3 separate regions of the Danio rerio genome follow, and regions 1 and 2 are each linked to region 3. A link is a contact called in public Micro-C data. All regions are on one chromosome and are shown on one strand. The core of a region is the stretch at or near the end of the contact, and the rest is flanking DNA. Distances in the headings are between cores, read along the strand shown. Region 1 holds the start of acss3 (acyl-CoA synthetase short chain family member 3). Region 2 overlaps ppp1r12a (protein phosphatase 1, regulatory subunit 12A). Region 3 holds the start of rps16 (ribosomal protein S16).

Region 1 (5,098 bases), core at 454-2,953, 210 kb before region 3:
GCTGCTTGATCCCCTCTTCCATTCTCCACATGCCGATCGACAGCATTATAACACACATTTAGTTTTCCTCCAACAAACCTGAAAAGAAAACAGAAGAATAGCTGAGGCAAATGGTCATACCATGTATATCATTTTTTGAAAGTTTAAATTGACTAAACAAAAGGTTTAAAATGTCATTTTCCAATACTAATTTAAATTAAAGCACCTGTTCATTTTTTATAGGTTCTGCTCCTTATTTTTGAATGAAGTTTATTGCAAAATAAGAATAATGTTGACTGGATAATGGTATTCATGTAGCTTCTTGAAAGCTGATGAGAATTCCCACATTTTTCACAAGAAATGCCACTGTTATTCATTATAGACATGTATTTTATAAAGATATTATTTATAAAGCTATTTTCTGCACAAAGTTTGTTATTAAACATGATTGAAAGTCAGTGCAATTAAGCTAATGAATTAATGAACAAATTCAACAAAAGCACATAAAATCATTTAACAACCTTGGCTCGAAGCTCACAGTAGATCTCTCATTAAAAGTTCATAAGTTACAAATCAATAACAGTTAAAAATCAATAACTATAAAGAAAATTAGTCCTTCTGGCCTGGGAACCTGGCTGTTGTTCATAGTGATAACATTTTCACCCTCCAAAAAAGCAAAACACAACTGAGGAAAAGGCTCTATAGTTACTAATTAACTAGTATAAGTTACACTATATTCTCATGTCAATCCACAGCATACAAAATCTGCCATCATAAACCTGAACTAAATTAAAACAAAAAAACGTAAATATTTATTTGTTTACCACTTGCTACTGACTGAAATGAGAAAACTACACAAAAGGGGCGTTCACACAGGAAGCGTTCGTCTTAGCTGTTTTTGATTGGCCTAAAGACACACGCATTATGGCATACGTCATCCCAATGCGTCACGCGCCAGAAGCATTGCGTTTTTAAAACAGGCTTTAGGGTTCGAACAGCATTGTTAAGGACTAAACAGTTCATTTTGTTATCCCAAACAATAAAAGAAAATGTTTTACTGAGGTTGTCATTCTGAACACATCCCTTTAAAACTGTTATCTCGCTTGAACACACATGCGTTTACTTTCATTCTGTTACTGTTTAAAGCAAAGAATCAATATGTTATGCTTAAGTTAGTCTGTACTCACCACTTTGGAAACACTAAATCCGTATTATCCAAAGTTTTAGTCCAGCGTTCAAACCAAGTGATGCCAAGCGCCGCTTCACTCCAGAACGTGTCAGGTTTATCACGCGCCAGGCCAAACGCGTCTTCATATGTATGTTTTGATGAAAACCCACGAACAAAATGTGTCCTGTGCGTGCTGCAGTTATGGATTTGCTGCTCACACGCACGCAAGAAAGTTGTCTTCACTTTTGGCAGGTAACACTGCCCGTACACACCTGTGCATGAAAACTTGAGACCCAGTAAACATCTTGAACCCACAGCACTCATTGTTTTGCTGCTTTCCTTTACTCCGTACGCAGTGCACATGTGCTTTAAACGCGTAGTTTGGAAAAGTCGCATGTTTTCCGAGGTTTTCTATTCAGAGTCGCGTCGCTTGAGCTCCGCTGTTTGTTGACACAAGAATGCTCCAAGTTTTTCCAGTCAAAAATGGCCGAATAATAATTCAATACTTCAGATCACAGCCAGAGGCCACTCCAAGATACTGCAATCCACTAAATGTGATTGTTACGTAACGCTGGGGCTTTCTGAGGTGTCCTGCATGATTTATGAAACACTGTGTTAAGCAATGCTATAGTCTGCGTAAATGCTTTGGGGAAAAGAGCCTATACTAGGAGTTTTCAAACTTTTTTTTTTTACCGGTAAGAACCTCCAGAAATTAAGAAAGCCATATTTTATATGCATAGAACAGTAGCTGTGTGTGAGAACAAATCATAACCTTGGAATTATAAGGTTCTATCTGCATTCTAAATGATTTTAAGATATTAAGCTCTTTTTTTTTGCATTCCATATAGCAAACAATATGTGAGTAATAATTCTTATTCATACATTAACATTAAAGAGACCCTACATGTACTCAAAATGTAAATAATCAAAATTCTCTTTAATTTGCTAATTGGGATCAAATAAACATGGCAAACAGAACCTTCTAATTCTAAAAAAGTCATTTTCTGCTTGGAATTACAAGGTTCTGTCGGGTAGATCGTTAAATGAAGCATTACTTTTCAAGAGATGCAATCAGTCTGCTTATTAATTTAATTGAAAATAAAAATTGGTGAGGTAACAATATGTTGATGTTTGAGAAAGTAAAATTTTTTGCTTTCCATATAAAAAAGTTTTTTTTTTCTTGTTTAAATTAAACTCACAAAGCTGTGCTGAATATTTTGTCCAGTGCAGATGTTATTTTATGTGATTAATATGAAATATTGAAGGGCCTCGTGGTGGCGCAGTAGATAGTGCTCTCGCCTCACAGAAAGAAGGTCGCTGGTTCGAGCCTCGGCTGGGACAGTTGACATTTCTGTGTGGAGTTTGCATGTTCTCCCCATGTTTATGTGAGTTTTCCTCCAGGTGCTCCAGTCTTCCCCACAAGTCCAAAGACATGCTGTACAGGTGAATCTGGTAAGCTAAATTGTCCGTAGTATATGAGTGTGTATGGATGTTTCCCAGTGATGGGTTGCAGCTGGAAGAGCATCGGCTGCGTAAAAACATATGCTGGATTAGTTGGCGGTTCATTGTGCTATAAATGAATGAATGAATTATTGAGTTATATTTATTGAATTATATGTGCCATGAATTAATAAGTATTTGCTGCTCAAGGCTTAATATCAAATTTAAAGACTTTAAAAGAAAACACACAATGAGCAAATGAGTTGTTTAACAAAACTCCTTAACTAAAGCCAATAAAAATATATATTTTATTTGAAAAAAAAAAGCTAAACGTTTGTTTGTTTGTTTGTTTGTTTGTTTGTTTGTTTGCTTGCTTGTTTTTTTTTTTACATGTATCAGATTTTTTCTTTCATATTTCATTATGACTCATATTCATATTCAGAGGCTCAAACTGAGATTGACGTAGTCTATAAATGAATATAAAAATGTGTAAAAAACATGTTACTTCTTTGTTAATTTATGCCAAAAAAATGCATGACATTATACACTACATGACTCTACATATTTTGATTTTAAAATTTGTAATTAAATTACTTTAATTAATTCAATTAAATGTAATTTGAAATTCACAGAATGAAACAAAACTTGAATTGTACTTAAACACATAAAATAAATCAGACACTGTAAAACTACACACACCTCTAAATGAAAATAGCCATTAAGGCCGGCTTGGCGTTGAACACACATACTCATACAGTCCTTGTGTGTTTGTGTGTGGTTGCATTTATTTTTAATGGCTTATAATGGACAATAATTAGTATTTATATTAGTACAGCAGACTACTTATATCAGGTGATATTAGTTCTTGCTCTTATTTCAATAATTTTACTATTTAATTTATTTATTTTATGATTAAAACACTTTGCTGGTGTATTAGTAACAATTTATAATGTATTATTATGCTTACTTATACAAATCTGTATTTTTTTCACAGTAAAAGGGCACAAATAAATACTTTTCACGCTAATTAAAACGTAAAAACTATCAATCTTGAAGATTGTGTTGGAGTAGTGCTGATCATGTTGGTAATTTAGAGGCAATGAAATTAGTTTTTTCTCATCAGAGTACTTTGAGCTTAAAGTAAACTGACATTTCTTTGTATACGGCATTATTGTTCCAAAGTAGCTTTGCCTTAAAACCTCACTAAGCAAGCTGAAGGCAAGAGTGAACAACAAAAACACCCGAGACAAACACCAATTAATAAAATATTCATCAAAGTATAATGAATATAATTGCAGTTATGCAGAGGAGATATTCTCAGTCAGTTTAAGTCTGAATTATTAGCCCCAATGAATTTTGAACCCCCCTGTTTAGCACATTTTTTAAACATAATAGTTTTAATAACTCATAATAACTGATTTATTTTATCTTTGCCATGATGACACTAAAATATTTGACTAGATATTTATCAAGACACTTCTATACAGCTTAAAGTGACATTCAAATAAAAATGTATATATTTAAGTTGATACAATTTGTGCAGTTCGATCATATGGGCCATCAGATCATAAATCATATGAGCCATTACAAGCCTGATGTACTGTACAGTTTTGACTGTAATAATAAAGAACTCTCTTCTAGCTTGTTTTACTCCAGATTAAAATGTTTGTTGCAATTGTGTGATTTAGCATCTCAACTGCCCAAAATCTGTGGGAATTTTATGAAAATTGCGAATTTCTTCAAATTTTACAGCATCTGCTAGATTTTACATTTAAATTTTGCAATCAACAATCCAACAGGTGGGACAAATCATGCTGTCTAATTAGCCACAGTTATACATAAATTAAAGCAATACAGTTGCAGGCACTGGGATGTTAAGCTGTGGTCACACTGGACTTTTCTCCCCATAGACTTCATACACACGCCAATGAGTCAGACCGGAAATGCAAGCTTGTGCGTTAAGTTTCGCAGATCGATGCATTGGAAAGTTCAAGCTTGGTGAACTCTGACCTGTAAAATCGCATCACTTGACTGCGTGAGACCAATCGAGGATCAAAACATGACCTCTCTGGACAGATATTTAAAATATGGGCTAATCGCTAATTTTTTTTAAATGTCTTGTTTAATCCCGCCCTCTTTCGCAGCACCATACAACAGAATTTTGCATGCTCAAGTTTAAGTGTGACCGCAGCTTTACTCTTTCAATTAATTTAACAAATTCAAATATATATTACCTACTAACAAACGTATGGCCTGGAATGCTGTATTTGAGCTGTATATGTCACAGTCTGGTGTCTTGTGTTTGTCATGTGACTTCCCTATGTGCTGTGCTCTATGTGCTTCATGTTTGCGTCATGTGCTTTCTTTGTTCCATTTTCCTGCCGTTTGTTAATGTTCATGAGTTTCGCCTGTGTTTCTCCCCTGTTGGTTATTAGTTTAATTATGTCCCTCTTATTTATACCCGAGTTTGTGTAGCCCCTTGTCTGGTCTTGAATTGTCAACATCTGAATA
Region 2 (4,407 bases), core at 1,708-4,207, 140 kb after region 3:
CTGCTTGATTTACATTGTTTTGATTTATATATATTGTATATTGCTTGATTTATATCTTTTCATAAACATTTTGAAGATTGGAGCTGTTTGTCATCTCATACTAGCTTGGTTTATTTACAACAGGAGAAGGAGAAAACACGCCTGGCATATGTTGCACCAACTATACCGAGGAGACATGTTAGCACCTCAGACATCGATGAGAAGGAAAACAGGTAAAGAGAGCTTTGTGTTGTTAAGAGCGCCTCCTGCTGCTCTGTGGGCTGTGTTGCAGTGTGAGGAGAATTACTCTACACACATTCAGATTACAGGAGAGATGAATATCACTGTCAAATATTTATGTCTTTTTCCAGTTGTGTAAAGTTAAAGGAAAGGTTCGTTCAAAAATAAAAAACATTTACTCACCATTTAGTCACACCCATGTGGCTTTAAACTTTTATGATATTATTTCATTTGTTAAACATGAAATAAGATATTCTGAAAAATGTTGGGGGGAAAGCACTATAGTCTAAACTGCCCTCTAACATTCTTCAGAGTTTTTTTTGTTTGTTTGTTTTTTTACAGAGGAAAGAAACTTAAATGGGTTTGGATTAGTAAATAATGACAGAATTTTCATTTTTAGAGTGAAATATCCCTTTAAGTTTGTTAGTGGAATAAATTTACATTTTTTAATGTATTTATTTGACAAGGACTTGAAATCGACCTAGAACATAGCAACTTTTAATTTTCTGTCTGGTTTAGTATGTGATAAAACTACAGAATAGTCAAGCTTTAAATAAGGAAATTATCTTTTTTATTTTGAGCAAGATGCTAATGGTCTAATCTGATTCAATAGTCTATGCTAAGCTAAGCTAAAAGGGCTCTAACAAGACCTAGAGATTGGCTGAATGAATTTAAAAATGGGAAAACTCAACTGTTTAACTCTAGGGAAGTTGTAATATTAGTGTTCCTTTAAGAAGGCTGTTTAAAAAAACTAACAAGTGTACTAATATGTTAGACCATTACTGTATTGGAGGTACTTTATGTAGCATGTGCTTCTCAGGGATTCGGCTGCTAGTCTGGTACGTAGCGGCTCGTACACAAGGAGACGCTGGGAAGAAGACCTGAAGAACAGCGATGGAACGGCCTCAACAAACAGAACCTCCAGCTATCAGCGCAGGTTAGCGTTTTACTCGGTGTTGGTTTTATTGGTGTGTCAGTCAATGCTTCTGCTACTGCTGCTGCTTTCTCAGATGCTTCTAGCACCTTTTACTGACAAACTTTTAGCACCTGCTCTCAGCTTGCATTTGTGTTTGATTGTGATTCTAAAGCATCATAACAGTCTCATAAATATTGTAAGGGTTGATGTTTAACTAATTTAAAGCTAACTCAAGTAGACCTGTAGAATTTGTCTCTACTCCCTGTCTTCATACAGTTTTTTGAGCATGATAATCATTTTTCTAACATGCATGTAACTGTCTAAAATCAAGGTTTCAAACTTTTTAAAATGCCAAATCATTCACTATTTAACGTATTTGGTCAAAATATATTTTTAATATATGCTGGTAACACTTTAAAAAAGGTTGTATTAGTTTGCATTTACTTGCATAAATAATAAACAATACATTTATTACAGTATTTGTTCATGTGAGTTAACATTAGTTGATGAACATCCAGTTGGTCATTATTAATTTGTTAACTCATGGGGCATTAACTAATGTTAACATGCATGAATTTGAATATTAATAATGCATTAGTAAATGTTGAAGAATGATTAGTAAATGCTGCACAAGTATTGTTTATACGTAGTTCATGTTAGTAAATACATTAACTAATGAAACGTTTTGTAAAGTGTGACTTGTATACCAGTAAAAGGGCGAAAAAAAACAAGTGATATTTTAAAAGTATTTAAGTAATAAGAGGACCATTACGGATTGTGTGTGTGTATATATATATATAAAAAAACAATCCACAAAAAAATAATGCATCACTGTTTTGACAAATGTATTAACTGCTTACGACATTATTATTAGTTGAAATCCGCTCAATCACTGCAATGTGATTCTGTAAACTGGTGTAATGGCTTCTAAACATTCAGCTACACAGAAATAAAATTGTAATATACATTGAAAAAAAAAATACTATTTTAGAATAAATCTATTTATTAACCTTATTAAGACATCTTACTGACCTCATTTTTTTTTATTTAATTGTGCTATAATATAAAGCGAAATTATACAGTACTGTAATTAAAAAATAAATAAATATTGCATTAAATGTATATTTAATATATATTTTCAATTTATATTTTAATGCAATGTAATACTTCTACCCCAGTGAGGAATGTTTTGTTCTATTGGGAATTTTGAGAAAGCCTTTTACCTGTTTTAAATATATATAAATTACAAAATAAATAAAGATGTTATCTTATTTAATGCATTAACGGAAAACATCAATAATTTGAGTTTGCATGCTAAATTTGATGATTGTAAAAATCATACATAAAAACAATCACAATTCTCCCAAATGACTAGTTTAAAAACTCTATTAAAAGATGAAAAAGCACTCATTACCATCAGAATGAGCCATGAGCTTTTGTTCCATTATGAAACTCTGAATGTGCATGAATGCACTTTTGCCGCCTGGTTTGGTTTCAGACTCTAATAACAAAAGAAGCATGCTGAAGTGCTAGACCTTTATTACATAAACCTGCTAATGCTTTCTAGATTACAACCAGCTTTTCACTTTCATCTCCATATATGATGTTATTTGATGCTATTTGACTATTCATATCCCAATCTATGCCTCTATAAGAAACCTAGCCCCACACAAGCCAGTCAGTGCTTCAGACACCATGTAACGTTTGTCTCTGTGTGTTCAAGTTTTAATGTGTGTTTGTTTGTTGGCTCCCTGCTAACTCACCTCTTTCACCCTGCCACATCCACACGGCAGTACGTCACACACGCTAGCGTTAGGCCGCACGTCTAGCTCTCGCGACCTGCCCGCCAAATCCTCCTCCGCCTCCAGCCTGGAGCCTAACAACTCTAAAGCCTGGCAGCCTTCCTCCTACTACCAGTCTTACAGCATTCACCGCAGGTACCAGCCCGAGCACACGCCACCTCCTTCATCTGTCTCTGTGTTCCCTCACAGCTGCCATTGTTACTGTCTGTAGGCTGTGTAGTTTTACACTGGACATTGTAATAGTACTGGCCAATAATTCTATAGCCGATATTTTATTAAAATGTTCTATAAAAATCACAGTGTATTATATACATACAAGTTTTGACCTGACTGCATTTATTTAATTGCGTCAAAATATTCCTTCAGTTAAATAATAATAATAAAAAGAAATAAAAATAATAGATATATTGCCCAGCTCTATTATTTAATGTTCATTTAGCTGTGTTTTATAGATGTTTCTTTCTCTCTCTCTCTTTTGGGGGAGTTGAGTTTGATTTCAGTTTATAGTGTTTTTGTTGTTGTTGTATTTGTGTTATTTATTGTGCTGGCACTGGCGGACTTTGCCAAAAGAATATAATTTTTTTTATTCAATTTTATGTTTTATAGATGTTGCTGTTTCTTCTTTATATACATATATATTTTCTTTTTTTTTGTTCTTCTTTTTTACATTTGATTTTAGTTTACTTTTTTGTTATTGTTATCTATTTATTGTGCAGTTTGTTTCCCTTAGTTTGAGTTGGTTTGTTTTTTGTTGTTGATGCTTTGTTGTTGTTTCTTCATTTAGTTTTTTGTTAGGTTTGGATATATTTCTTTATTTTGCTATGTTTCATTTGTTTTTTTGATTGTGTTTGGTTTTGTTTTTGTTAGTTTGGCTCTATTTTTGCTTTGTTTTTGTTTAAGGTTATTACAGTTAACGAAAATGAGCGAAAAAACAAAAACTAAAATTTAAAAACATTTTTGTTAACTGAAATAAAAATAAAAATGAGTTTAAAACAAAAAAAACTAGATCTAACTGAAACTGTATTGTGTATATACAAAACCAACTGAAGCTAACTAAGATTATAGCAAAATGTCTTTCGTTTTCATCTTTGTAAATACATTTAATACATAAGCCTTATGTAAGCCTTTTAGAAATAAATTTATTTGCTTCTCGCTGCTTGGTGTTGACCTGTGCGACACCCCAGATTCTGTAATCTTTATGTCATTGGCCAGACCTGCCTGTTCTCCTCCAGTCCTCCCGTGACAAAAACAACAAGTGGACATGACAGCAGCACAGTGAAAGCATTAAATATGACCATGGGAGAGACTTAAAAGTATTAATTTTAACACATTTGTGCCCAATAAAGGGTTTTATTTCTGCCTAATAACAAACAAATCATTCTTTCTAATCAGATCTTCTAAGTCAGGGGTGTCCAAACTCAGTCCTGAAGGGCCGGTGTCCTGCTAAGTTTAGTTCCAACCCCATTCAGA
Region 3 (4,542 bases), core at 1,324-3,823:
GCCATAGAGTCCCTGCCATAGAGTCCCTGCCATAGAGTCCCTGCCATAGAGTCCCTGCCATAGAGTCCCTGCCATAGAGTCCCTGCCATAGAGTCCCTGCCATAGAGTCCCTGCCATAGAGTCCCTGCCATAGAGTCCCTGCCATAGAGTCCCTGCCATAGAGTCCCTGCCCATATTTACTGTGGTTGCAGTTTTGTCAATTCGGATTATTATTGTCCTTGTCTGTCTTGTATTTTGTTTTTCTCGTTTTGTATTTAGTTTGTTTATTGACTGTGCATTGTTGTGTTAATACATGGCCAAATGCTCGCTTGTCAATTAATCTGACCCTGTTCATTTAGTTAATTTGCCTCACCTGTCCTCATTTTGTTCTTTGTCTGCTCATCTATTCTTCTAGTGTGCTTTTGTCTCTTGCTGAATCATTTCTCATGTTATGCAATTGGTTACTGTATGTTCTGCCTGCTTTGCTTTTTTTTTTTTTCTTTTTTTTTAAACTGAAGTTGACTCTTACCTTACCATGAATTGTTTATTAGCCCTTTAGACTGTTACCAGGGTTTTTTTTTTTTTTCTCTCTCTCTCTTTTTGAGCTAAAGTTTATTTTATCGCTTATCTGCATCTGGATTGTCCTCACACTTGACAATAGATTATAGTAATATTGTACATGTTAAGGTTTTATTTGTTTTTGCAGTATTAACTGGTTAGTTTAACTCAAAAAGATTTCAACGTCAGGATCTAAATCTATTTTAAATCAAGTTTGATATTTAAATTTTAATTTTAATATTTTCTATTATTCTAAGCTTAATTTGTAATTAAAGAGAAGTACTCCATACAACCAAAGAGAATAAACAAAAATCAGAAACCCTAGATGACTTGAAAGTTATCATCATGGAGTGAAAAAAATCCTGTTAACCTGTAACTTTCTATTTAAAAAAATAATATATATCTAGTTAAAATAGAAAAGCAATTTGTGAAGTGCCAGGATGTTATTTTAGTTATTTAGCATAATATATTTTTTTCAGCTAACTTAAAAACTGAATTATTAATGTATTATTAAATATACTGCTGGATGTATAACAATCTGCAACAGTATCCCTGAAACTTGGATGTCATGTATTTTTAAATGTATATAGTTATTTGAGGTTTGGAGGTTCGTCTGACTGAGAACAATGATAAAAGATTGGAGTAAGCCGAAGAACAGCGAGTCAGTGAATTTATTAGAGCACCAATTAGGGCAATTTAAATATATAAACTTAACGTTCTTCAATAACAATTAAGATGTAGGCCTACCTTTGTGTGACATTTAACACACCAACATAATTGTAAATACTCAAGCTATTTTTAAAAGAATATTGTATTTAACGTACTTTTTGCCTCAGTATTTTAAGAAACGTAGAGGAAAAACAAGTAAGATGTCGATGTGTAACAATTACGCTCAACAACGACAAATGACTTTCAAAATAACAACCAGTCAGGTACTCGTGTTAAAATAAGAGACTGACAAACTGAACATGAAAGTTACATTGTCTTGCTATAATGCATTTCAATTTCTTACCTTAGTCAAAAAAAGTCAGAAAAATATGACCTAAATTTCAAAAGATCTTCGTGTTTGTGCTCTGGTGTATACTCTTGTAATATAGCGCCATCTAGTGATGATGTTTCACATGTAGCACGTGGGACCCAGCATGACCATCCTGTTTTGAGCGAATGGTAAAAGGCATTTACATCGGGTGGGAGGTTCTGTAAGGATCCAAATAAACCTAAAAATTACTAATATATTAGTTTTTTTATTACACTTTTTACTGGAAAGTAGGCCTACTGTTTATTAATTTAATTGCACGTTTATTAACTTTTGAGGTATTTTTTATTTAATGCACTCTAATCCATTTGGTATGTTTATTAGTATTTTTATAATGGTTTATTTATTGATTTATTTGAACCCTAAATAAATTATAATTTTGCATGAATAGTTTTATAATTACAATTTGATGTTCAAGCTTATTCCTTTCATAATTTTGTATGTTTATTGATTTATAGATCATTACATATTTGATTATTTATTTTAGTCTTACTTTTGATTTGATTACATTATTTAATTATTTTTTGTATATTAATACTTTCAAAATAATTGAAGACCCCTTAAAAATAATATAAAAGCACACATCAAATTTTTTTATGAGTTACTGATTGTGTTGAATTATAGAATTTTTTTATTTTGTGAAATGTTAGGATATTACTGACTTCAGAGAGCATTAAGCTCTCATAAGCTGAGCCCAAATTCAGACAAGATTTCCAGCTAGATTTTAAAACCTTTGTTTCTTATCTTTAATATAATGATTTGTTAAAATAAGTATAGTAGGCCTTGTTTTGATATCTAAGCTATTCAATGGACGTGCTATGCTTCCTTATTTTGCCAAAGAAACATAAGTATTATTAAATACTTACATTAAAAGTTGTTGTTTGTTGTCAAATTGTGGACTGTAATTTTGAAGTGAGAACTGTCGCAAATACTTTTTCACGAAAGCATGTGTTTACGACAGCGCCCCTGCTTCTGGGCTCAGGAAACCCTTGTGCGGCCTTTCCGAACAGCGCTCGGTATCTGAAAGGTGCGTCTGCAAGTCCTTCTCCATAGTGCAGTCAATTAAAGATTAATTTCATCTCAAAGTAAACGTTATCTATTCTGTCTTTGTTTCAGAATCATGCCGGCTAAAGGTCCCCTACAGTCTGTCCAGGTTTTTGGACGTAAAGTGAGTAAATTCAGACATCAATGTTTCTCATGTGCTCGCGCACGGCGCTGATGAGGCACTCAAGTTAGCCGGCTATGCTAACAGCAATATGCGACTGTAAACCACTGTGGTTTTGTGCATGCTCAGAAATAAACTGAACAAACGCACATAACCCTTAGTAACTACAAACAAGGTTATGTGCTTTTACGCCGCGTAAATGTATATAATAGGCCATGATTCTCTAGATCGCAAGTGATGGGGTTTTGTATTGACAATTGCTGTTTTTTGACACGTGGGACAGTTAAATTCTTACATCCAGAGATTTATAGAATAAAAATTGACCTTGAACTTTATCTAGATATTTTCTGTACTTGCTTATTTGGTTAATATAGATGTGTTGTATGTCTTGCTAACTGTTAGCTTGTATCGTTACTTGTGTGTAATGTTAGCAGTAGTTTGCTTCCTCTGTAGTGTCATCAACTATGTGCTAGCTCTTAAATAGTCATTTTGGTATAATGGAACGAATGGTTTTAATGCAACAAATTCTAACGTTACAGGTATATTTAAAAGTTCTAATTAACGTTAGCTTTTAACTCATTTGTAATTCCCCATGCTGCTAAATGTGGACATACACCTAAATGTATTGCACTTTTAACAATACATGAACAGATAATAAGTGTGCCTAGCATTAAGTGTTTTCAGATGCTTAATTAAAAAGTGAGGCCATAGAAGATATTGATACTGCTCATTTGTAGTCTCTGGTGTCATAACATCTGAGTTTTCTTCTTTTTCTGTTATTAAATACTTTAATTGTACAATGTATTCTTTTTTTTTGTTTTTTCAAAAAAAGTGGCTGTAATTTTTTGGTTAACAAATAGATTGTTTTCTATGGTTTTGAAATCTAACAATGTGTTGGCTGATCCATTTTTTTCTGTCAACAGAAAACAGCTACTGCTGTCGCCCACTGCAAGAGGGGAAATGGGCTTATTAAAGTCAACGGAAGACCCCTTGAGATGATTGAGCCCGTCACTCTGCAGTACAAGGTATGTTTGTCACAAAGATGGAGTGCTTTTTGAGCGGTTAGATCACCCAAAATCGCCAATTCTATTATCACCCATTCTCATATCGTTTCAAACCCATGCAAAAAAAAATAAAAAATTATCTTCAGAACATAAATTTTGGATACATGGGATAAAATCTGAGCAGTCGCGTCCTCCGTAGACAGCAATGGTCCTGACTAAATTATACTATAAAGTTTACTTAAACGAAATTAAAAAAAAAAAAAAGACATTTTCTAATAAATTCCAGCCACAACCAAGTTATTTTTTAGTTATTTTTGGCAGTTCGAAACAGTCCACCTAAGCAAGCTTTTTACAGGAGTTCATTTTGGTCCTAAACACCTTTGAATTTTCATTGGTCAGATGATTTTGCAATCAATGACTGTTTTCTAGAACCTTGGCGTGCTTCATATTCTCACTGTTTATAGTCAGACAGGAGTTAACATCTAGCACAACATGAGAATAGCTTGGCAAAAGACGAGAAGCTCATCAGCATCATGCCATATCTGACAAAGTTCTAAACATGTTTCCATTTAGTGTCGTGTGTGGCAAGTATAAAACAATGTGACACTTCTAGTGAAGAAAGCTGTTTGCTACATGTTCATGAAACTGTTGTCCTCTCTCATCTGCAGTTGTGTTTAGCATTACACTTAAGCAGTGAGATGCATTTAAAATTCCACTTATTTCTGCACAGTGGTGTCAAGTTTTGAAAACACTGTACTGTCATTTCAAACTTCTTTAATGGCCTTAAAGACTAAAAAATA

What was found. Hi-C and Micro-C count contacts between places; a contact is called where the count stands out from the background.
Region 1: a contact with region 3 is called in a Micro-C map of caudal fin, with 5 times the contacts expected there. The contact joins the promoter of acss3 here to the promoter of rps16 in region 3. A contact is called at or near these places in 3 of 18 Hi-C or Micro-C datasets (caudal fin, hematopoietic stem cells and an unstated tissue).
Region 2: a Micro-C map of caudal fin shows a contact between it and region 3, with 7 times the contacts expected there. The contact joins the enhancer-like site here to the promoter of rps16 in region 3. A contact is called at or near these places in 9 of 18 Hi-C or Micro-C datasets (caudal fin, embryo, fibroblasts and 3 more) and 2 of 4 datasets of contacts at active chromatin or transcription factors (caudal fin and embryo).

The regions. Positions count from the first base shown.
Region 1 is chr4:22,462,570-22,467,667 of GRCz12tu, reverse strand. It overlaps acss3 (acyl-CoA synthetase short chain family member 3), which reads right to left and starts at 1,703. Exons shown (of 17, transcript XM_073947203.1): 1 at 1,167-1,703; 2 at 1-78. The coding sequence starts at 1,543.
Region 2 is chr4:22,111,806-22,116,212 of GRCz12tu, reverse strand. ppp1r12a (protein phosphatase 1, regulatory subunit 12A) reads left to right here. Exons shown (of 26, transcript NM_001003870.2): 11 at 124-212; 12 at 1,040-1,156; 13 at 2,929-3,072. Among named protein-coding and RNA genes, the nearest start is that of pawr, 50 kb to the right of the region's middle. Within about 2 kb of position 2,957, at least 4 of the 62 cell types and tissues checked have an H3K27ac peak or open chromatin away from gene starts, as enhancers often do. A contact at or near this core is called in caudal fin, where this site is marked.
Region 3 is chr4:22,249,190-22,253,731 of GRCz12tu, reverse strand. rps16 (ribosomal protein S16) reads left to right here and starts at 2,573. Exons shown (of 6, transcript NM_001076732.2): 1 at 2,573-2,600; 2 at 2,690-2,741; 3 at 3,662-3,763. The coding sequence starts at 2,694. It also overlaps a transcript of myf6 not described here.